Linked DNA regions of Salvelinus alpinus: region 2 is linked to region 1. The links are chromatin contacts, called in public Hi-C maps. All regions are on one chromosome and are shown on one strand. Each heading gives the region's core, a stretch centred on a gene start, on an enhancer-like site or on the middle of the called end of the contact. The rest is flanking DNA. Distances are from core to core; before and after follow the strand shown. Region 1 holds the start of LOC139545905 (ran-specific GTPase-activating protein-like). Region 2 holds the start of LOC139545901 (palmitoyltransferase ZDHHC8B-like).

Region 1 (4,059 bases), core at 23-2,522:
TGCTAACGTTAGCTAGGCCACTGAGAAAGCACTTGACCAGTTAGCACAGTAGTAGGTTAGCTAGCTAGACATGAAAAAGGTTTGGCTTGTGTAAATGACACAGTGGGTAATTGCATTTACCTAGTTCTGTTAAATCAGTGTAAACTCAGAACACAATGAATAAAGCAATATGCTATCTAGCTACTGTAGCTATTGCATTGTCTGAGGAACTGGCTTATGTTGCCAACTGGCTGGCTAACAGTAGCAATTACTGTACAGTAGGGGTAATAGACAACTCTTACCAACGCCAAATAGTGTCCAAGTGATATCGCAGACAAATACATATTAGGTTTAAATAATAATTTTGAAAGTAGTGGCGCCACGATTATATACTTGTTCGCTATCTATATGGCTAGCTAGTTAACCTTAGTTAGCTTTGGACCAGGTATAAAGAAGGGCGGCAAAAGTATTGAGTTGCACACTTTTGACACATACAACAAAAGGCATAACTGAATGACCATTATCTGGAAAATTTTGTTTTGAGGCCGCTTTACACTTTTTATCCCCAATATTGATGTTTAACAAGGTTGTTAAAAAAAATCAACATCCCAACCCGGCATTTTTATCTTTCTGGGTACAACCCTAGCAATATAAAACTTTGAGAATGCCAACCAAAACATTATAACTGAAATAAAATGTACATTTCATTAAATGCACGATACATACACATGTTAAAAATTCATACGCTCACCTTCGGATCTGCCATATTAATGTAGATGTTTGTAGATTATGGAATTTAGTTTGATTGATTCAAAAACCAAAAACTCGCAGTTCCTCTCTTCCTGCTGTAGATTTCGCGCGCCGAAATGTCCTACTCGCGTTTTCCCCATCCCGGCACCCCTCCACTTTCGACACTATTTTAAAGGGCTTTACATTGAGCCATAAAATAACTTTTAAACGTATAAAATGCTCTTTACCAAATACAATAATTACGAACATGTTTACACTCGGTGTATTATTGTTTTCTTTATTAAATATGGTTATTTGCTTGCAATGCACTTCAAAGTCTACTCTACGCATTTTATAACTATGTGAAAGGATGCTACATATCTTCAAAACTGGCATGTGTGTTTGAAACGTTGGATAAATACGTAGCTAGCTAAAATGTCAACAAAAGTAACAACCTTTCACATTGCAACCAAAGAGTTTTTATAACTAACCCAAGATACAGAGCCTGTCGTTTACAATGGGAGCAAATTAATCATAGTGGGCAGAGCAAACAAGGAGGTGGGCAGAGCCAAGCACGAGCTAGTGAGATCCTATTGGCGCGTTCTAGCATTTGTTAGCACATTTCCATTAGGTAACGCCTACTCTGTGAAGTGCGCGTGTGCAATAACTCAATTCGCCATTTGCACTCCTTCTAAACAACGCAATTTTTTGAAACTTTGGCAAAGGGTAAAGTCTACAAAATGCAGTCCACTCTGTTTGATACATATGGTACTTTTGAAAACAGAAAACTGTATCGAGATCAAATTTTAAAGGGCTTTACTATTTTAAAGGGCTTTACATTGAGCCATAAAATAACTTTTAAACGTATAAAATTAGCAAATTAAATCGATGAGAAAATTTGCAGAATGTCGGCAAAAATCAATCTCGTTCCATCTTCTCCCACTGCCGGTCACTGGGCTTCCTCCCGTTACCATATTTGGTAGTGAGTGGAAACGCCAACCGGATGCTTCACATTTATATATCCGGTAAAATATCGGGCACATTTGTTTATCTGTATATCTAGCAGCTTCGTCACTTCCTGTGTCGGAACATTTTTATTATTTTTTTTCTAGATTTATCATTCTACTATAACACAATTTATCAGGAATCATGCAGAATGCATTCAATAAATTGTCAGCGGAAATATATAGTGACGTATTTTTTTCTTAACGCCTCATGTCAAAGTTCATATTTTCCACGTGTCCCACAACATGGCAGCCCGCAGTTTCTTATAGTCAGAAGTGAATTGCCCTTAAGCAAATATTATTTGTCAGAGCTGTAAAAGCAGAAGTGAAGGTGATTTTATTGTTTGCTCTTCTGTATAGTAAGTCCTAGGCTAGTCGTTATTTTCAGTGCTAAATTATGCTCGTGCTTTTGGTCATTTGCATTGCTCAATCTCAGCCACTTTGCTACACTCACTGTAACTGTAACAACTCTGTAAGATATGCATACCTAAAGAAAGCAGTGCAGAAATAGTGCATGTCTGATATGTGTATTTTCAAATGTCACTTTTGAAATGCAGACTGATAGTCCAGATGAAGCACATTTTTGTTAATGATGTCAACTATCCCCCTCAAACAGAACATGACAGATGTTGGTGACATCCCAGTGGTAGGTTCTCCATCACTGAAAGAGGAGAAGACATCTGACCCCAAAGAAGATGGGGTGAAAACAGATGAACCCAAAGCTGAAGGTGAAGGAGAAGAAGCAGCTTCTTCCGACCCTAATAATCTGTACCGCTACGTCCAAGCGGACCTCTTCACCTCTGAGATCTTCAAAGTGGAGATCCAGAACCTTCCCAAATTCATCGGTTTCAACGACCTGAAGAAGTTCCTGGAGAAGCATCGCCTTAACCCGCACAAGATCAAACTGTTCGGGAAGCAGACGTTTGCCTTCGTCACCTTCAAGAACGAAGAGGAGAGGGACAAGGCCATGAAGATGGTGCACGGCATGCAGTGGAAGGGCCGGGTGCTTAGTGTGCGCCTGGCCAAGCCCAAGGCGGACCCTATGCTCAGGAAGAGGGGGCGGGATGAGGCCGGGAGTGCCGGGCAGCCCCCCTCCAAGCGGCAGGAGGCAGAGGAGGACGAGGCGCCGCTCAGCATACAGATTGCCAACGTGGTGACGCCCCTGTGGAATGTGCCTTATGAGGAGCAGCTGAGGAGGAAGGAGCAGGAGGTGGAGGGGGTGCTGCAGAGACTGGCCAGGTACAGAGATGTGTATCGACCCATGCCATGTGTGGCTTCTGGTTCACTTCACAAGAATAACCTCAAGTGGGGCATCGATAGGATTACTGCAGTCTATTGCATTATATCCTGTCTTATTATATCCTGCCATGAAAGACACCACAGAAATGTACTAATGAGATGACTTCATAGTTTATAGATGACTTTAAGGCCTTTATCTGGTCCTTCCTTTGCTCTAATGAACATAACAATTGGATGTCTTTATTTGAGTATGTCTTTAATAACAATTGCCTACAGAGAAGTGTGTTACTCAAACTACACAAAGGAAAACTGACTGTACATCATGTTATTATGTCCTCCCATTTTCTGTTCAGAGAAATAGGCAACACCAACAAAGCGATGCTGCCCTGGCTGTTTGTGCAGAAGGAGAAGTACAAGAGAATGTGTTGCCCTCTGGAAGAAATTTGCCCATCTCCGTCACAGGTACAATGCAATACTGTAGAAACCTCTCTTAGTGCTGTTGTTTTGAGACCCCCAGGATGTTATATTTAAGCAATAAGGCCCGAGGGGGTGTGGTATATGGCCAATATGTCAGAGCAGCTCACAGATCACTGCACTTGTACATAGCCCATCCAACTACCTCATCCCCATACTGTATTTATTTATTTATTTATTTATCTTGCTCCTTTGCACCCTAGTATCTCTACTTGCACTTTCATCTTCTGCACATCTACCATTCCAGTGTTTAATTGCTATATTGTAATTACTTCGCCACCATGGCCTATTTATTGCCTTACCTCCCTTATCCTACCTTATTTGCACACACTGTATATAGACTTTTTTCTACTGTATTATTGACTGTATGTTTGTTTATTCCATGTGTAACTCTGTGTTGTTGTATGTGTCGAACTGCTTTGCTTTATCTTGGCCAGGTCGCAGTTGTAAATGAGAACTTGTTCTCAACTAGCCAACCTGGTTAAATAAAGGTGAAAAAATAAATAAATACCACGCCAAAGGGCTGTTCATATGCGCAATGCAGAGTGCCTGGATACAGCCCTTAGCTGAGGGGTCTTATTGAGATAATAAACAGGTTACCAACGTAATTAGTAAACAAGTAGTTTTGCGTCAT
Region 2 (4,569 bases), core at 1,545-4,044, 130 kb before region 1:
TCCATACGCACAGAAAAGGTCTCTCTCAAACTTTGTGCACAAATTTGTTTACATCCCTATAAGTGAGAATTTCTCCTTTGCCAAGATAATCCATCCACCTGACAGGTTTGGCATATCAAGAAGCTGATTAAACAGCATGATCATTACACAGTGGGTGGGCCTATGCCCTCCTAGGGCCACCCATGGCTGCATCCTTGCCCAGTCATGTGAAATCCATAAATTAGGGCCTAAGGAATTTATTTCAATTGACTGATTTCCTTCTATAAACTGTAACACAGTAAAATCTTAGAAATTGTTGCATGTTGAGTTTATATTTTTGTTCAGTATAGATAACAAGTGAAAGGGACACTGAACAGGAGGTAATATGACAGACACACAGGCCATTGAGAATCCAGAATGGCCATCTCACCACAGCGTCAGGCTTCCAGTGGGTGACAGGAGGCACAGGTTCGATGGGTGCTCCTTCTCTTAGCAAATCACAGCTCACCAGCTCCACCCCTAAACCAATAACATACCGGAAGATTAAAGTTAGTTAGCGGTGAGTAGTGAAATACTCATCATGATTCATGACATTTTTACTCTGAAATATCTGAGATCAAAGCTTCTGAGGCTGTTATCAGATAGAGCCTTGGTATCAGGTGATGTAAATATCTGCAAGATGTATAGGAGCAGGTAACCAGCCCTTCTCCTGAACTACTGGGGCTGCTGGCTTTTGCTCCTGCTCTACACAAACACACCTGATTCAACCATATGGTCTATGGATTCAGTTGAATCAGGAGTGTTAAATTCAGTCGGAGAAATCCTTCAGGATGGTAGCTCTCCAGAAGGAGATTTGGTCACTCCTGATGTACGTTACTGGTTAGTCTCATGGGACCTGGAGCTGAATATTGTATATACTCCGGAATACGCCTCAGCTGTAAAGTGAATATTGTACATACTCCGGCATACGCCTCAGCTGTAAAGTGAATATTGTACATACTCCGGCATACGCCTCAGCTGTAAAGTTTGCCGGTCTATGGTTCTGACCTGGGAGGTATTTGCTGATGATGTTGGCAGTCTCGGTGGCCCTGGCCATAGTGGAGTGGACCATGATGTCATACTTTAACCCAAGGGCAGCCAACCGCTGGCCAGTAAACTCAGCCTGCTCCCGACCTGCAGAATACAAACACATAGTCCACAAAATTAGCAGACTGCAATTGTGAACCACTTTCACCACCTCTGTTGAGTGCTGCTGAATATGCTCTTCTTATTCACTAAAACTCAACTGTTGAGCTGGAGAGTAGAGTTGAGAACTAGGTCTATGTTTCATGCCTTTAGCAACATGAGTACACAGCAGCACAGGGTACACAACCTAAAGGGGTGAGGATTCTCTCATGGTCTCCATTGCCACTCAAGTTGTACTGGGAGTGTCTGATGAGGAGGATGTTGCGTGTGGCTTTGGGTTTCCCATTGTCCTGCTCTGAGCTTGGGTCTTCACTGACGACCTCCTTCTTCCCATTTGTCAACAGTGCGGACAGGTCCCGCCTAGTACAGTACAGAGGGAACAAATTAGTGATGTATGTGTGTTGTGGTTTACTTCTCTTGATGACATGCCAAGAGCCCAGACCTGTCAGGCTGTCAACATGTTGTCGCTGGCTGCTAATATCAATCAATCACACTGACTCAGTCAGACTAAACTACTTGACCCACATGAACAGATCTGACCGCCCTCTATGTTTTATAGTAGTCTGCATCAGACTTAGCTAATAAAGGAGGCATACTTATCCCAGTTGAAGTCCCAGGCATTTCCAGTAGATTCAACAGTGCGGTTCCCCGCTGGCTGTGCAGCTCGCAAAACATTGAACAGGCTCCACCGAGCGGCTCGCGTGTGGCCGAAACAGCCCTGGTATTCAGCTGCGGCAGCCGCAACAACCAGCACCGCTGATCCACCAGCGAACCCACACACTATTTTAATTGTCCTCCGATATGACATGTTGTGAAAAACTATCGGTTCTTTGCAGTGCGTTTGCTAGGTAGCGAGCTAACTTGCTAATGCCGCCCAACGTCTGTAGTAGAAGAGATTCCTTTCAAGAACTGAGGAGCGGCTAATCCTGACCTAGCTAGATCAGCCTCTGGTTTGGTCTGTGGATTTACACCCTTTCTATGTGCAGGAATAGAGTGAATACCCTCCAACGACTCTTTAATCACTGGCTAAAAATAAGTCCAGTCAAAGATTATGAAGCTTCTTGGAATCACTTAACAAGCTAGCAGCTAACTAAAAAGGAAAACATAGAGCGCTTGGAACTATGGTGTCTCGCTAGAGCCAAAGAACCAGCTAGCGCAGATATTACGATACGCGAAAGCGCTGGACAAAACGAACAAATTATTAACCATTAGAGGGCGCGCACAGCCCATGAAACATATGCCAAAGACCTGAAAATTCAGCAGGGGTGCAGAGAGATTGTGGAGGTCCTTATTATAATAAATAATGTGTATCTCTTTTGGATTTTCACTCTCTACCATCACAGTAGGGCCAAAATCAAAAGGAATGTATATGTAACAAAAGTTGCATAAAACGATAGTGATGAGTGACTGGTTTAGATATGCAAAAAAAAAAAAATGCAAAATGAAATGAAATATATTAAATCCGATTTCAGGGTGAATAAAACGTGTGGCCCCTGGCTGTAACCTAAGCATCCCATCACAGTCCTCTTCGTTTTGCATTGAACTAGCTTTAAAATATATTATATTGTTATCTTCAACCTAGGCTCCACCTTTCAAGCGGTTTTGTGACCTCACTCGTGGGCTGGATTGCTAGAGTGGGATTTCTAGTCTTTCGGAGCGCAGTATATTTTTGCTTGTCTATCTTTGGATCTGTGTGCGTTTAACAGTAATAAAGACATATTTTCTGAATCGGTAAATGTAGATATTTCAGACTGGATCTTTACATCTGTATACCGTCTCCAATTGGAATAAATAATTGAGGAATGTGGAAATTACAGAATGCCCAACAGCGTTGGAAAGAGATTTAAACCCACCAAATACATCCCGGTATCTACTGCTGCCACTTTTCTTGTGGGATCCACCACCTTATTCTTCGTTTTTACGTAAGTTTTATCCTTGTTTAAGTCATACATGCTTCTGCTAATAGTCTACACATAATAAAGCGTCCTCATTAGTATCAGTCCTAGCCTAGGTCCAATGATCTGGTGGTAACCAATGGCTATTACTGTTAGAAGTTTTTGTTGGAGAGGTTTAGACTGCTTTTTCGGGTCGGATCTTTATGCTGTTATGAATGGTTTTATAAAATGTTTTGACTGTGCACGGAACAGGTTATTATTGTCTTGTACTGGTTTTGGTGACAATGTTTAGGTGTGTCGAGGCATTATGGTAGAAACTCCTTTGTGACATGTAGGCCAACTTTAGGCTATATTTGTTTTCCAAATGCATTTTTTTTTCTAGAATAAACGTCATTGGACACCCCACTCAAGCTTGAAGTAGCCTAGGAGGTAGGCACATAGCGGGTATAGGTTGCTATGAAGCCGTAGTCCGCCATACTTGCCAGCTAGTTTCTCCTTTAGTTCTACGGGCAAAACAAGCAACGGAGCAACGAATTGTTATATTGTTGCAACTGGTAGCTTGGGTTATGGATGAGTTCAATATTGAATAGGAATACTGCCTCGCCTTCGAAATCTACATCTAAGTGTTTAACGGGACATTTACTCCTGTCACTCAAGTGCATGCGCTCTGAAGGTTGTAGTGTTTCGAGCCGTACCGCTTCACCTTCATTATGGAAATGTATGTGGTTTACAATGAGTGACGTTTTTCTGAAGGTTCTTTTTTCCACCCTGATTTGTTTTGTTCTATTTGTTTTGTTCTAGACACACACACACACACACACACGGTCCCACGTCATGGATTGCATTCCTGATTGACCCTGTGATCTACTTCAAATGCATAATTTATAGACAGGCTAATAATCTGATTGTAACATTTGAAGTACAGCCTAGGCCTGCTGTAAATTTGAATCTGCACTTAGATTTACAGCTGAGTCTATTTGCTTATGGAGACTAGTGGTTTGACTGAACTAATGAGATTTATTGTCTATTTTGTGGTCAAATAGGTGGCACTTTCTACTCCGGCTGGTTTAGAGAGACACCACACCACGTTACATGTTATTTGTCCTACACCTGTTGTATGACTCATATGTTTTGCTAAAGGACCATCAGATGTTCTCATGCAGTCATGATGTGATAAATAAATCATCAGATGTAACATTATTTCATGTGGTGATTATGATATCAGCCTTTATTCCATGACACTGTTCTCCTTCATGCTGTTAAAAGCAGCTGTTTAAAAGGGAAACTGGTGCATGTAATTATTAGCAGACAACAAATAGAAAATCATCAAAAAACAACAACAGAAGCAACGTAAAGAAAATGGTTTCAAATGTTGCCCAGACTAAACTATTCAGGATATATATATATATATATATATATATTTGAGGGAGGCTGAGAGTGTAGCATGGCTTTTGTACTGGGGGTTAATGGTTTAGATTAAAGGAAACCTATGGACTTGGCTTGCCCTGTT

The links. Hi-C and Micro-C count contacts between places; a contact is called where the count stands out from the background.
Region 2: a contact with region 1 is called in a Hi-C map of muscle, with 6 times the contacts expected there. The contact joins the promoter of LOC139545901 here to the promoter of LOC139545905 in region 1. A contact is called at or near these places in 2 of 3 Hi-C or Micro-C datasets (muscle and red muscle).

The regions. Positions count from the first base shown.
Region 1 is chr19:25,848,279-25,852,337 of SLU_Salpinus.1, reverse strand. LOC139545905 (ran-specific GTPase-activating protein-like) reads right to left here and starts at 1,272. Exons shown (of 7, transcript XM_071354117.1): 1 at 1,200-1,272; 2 at 731-893. The coding sequence starts at 745. It overlaps trmt2a (tRNA methyltransferase 2 homolog A), which reads left to right and starts at 1,818. Exons shown (of 12, transcript XM_071354114.1): 1 at 1,818-2,071; 2 at 2,329-2,951; 3 at 3,305-3,413. The coding sequence starts at 2,332.
Region 2 is chr19:25,980,600-25,985,168 of SLU_Salpinus.1, reverse strand. LOC139545901 (palmitoyltransferase ZDHHC8B-like) reads left to right here and starts at 2,794. Exons shown (of 11, transcript XM_071354110.1): 1 at 2,794-3,086. The coding sequence starts at 2,983. LOC139545196 (serine/threonine-protein phosphatase PGAM5, mitochondrial-like) reads right to left here and starts at 2,298. Exons shown (of 6, transcript XM_071352700.1): 1 at 1,761-2,298; 2 at 1,352-1,524; 3 at 1,027-1,152; 4 at 410-498. The coding sequence starts at 1,972.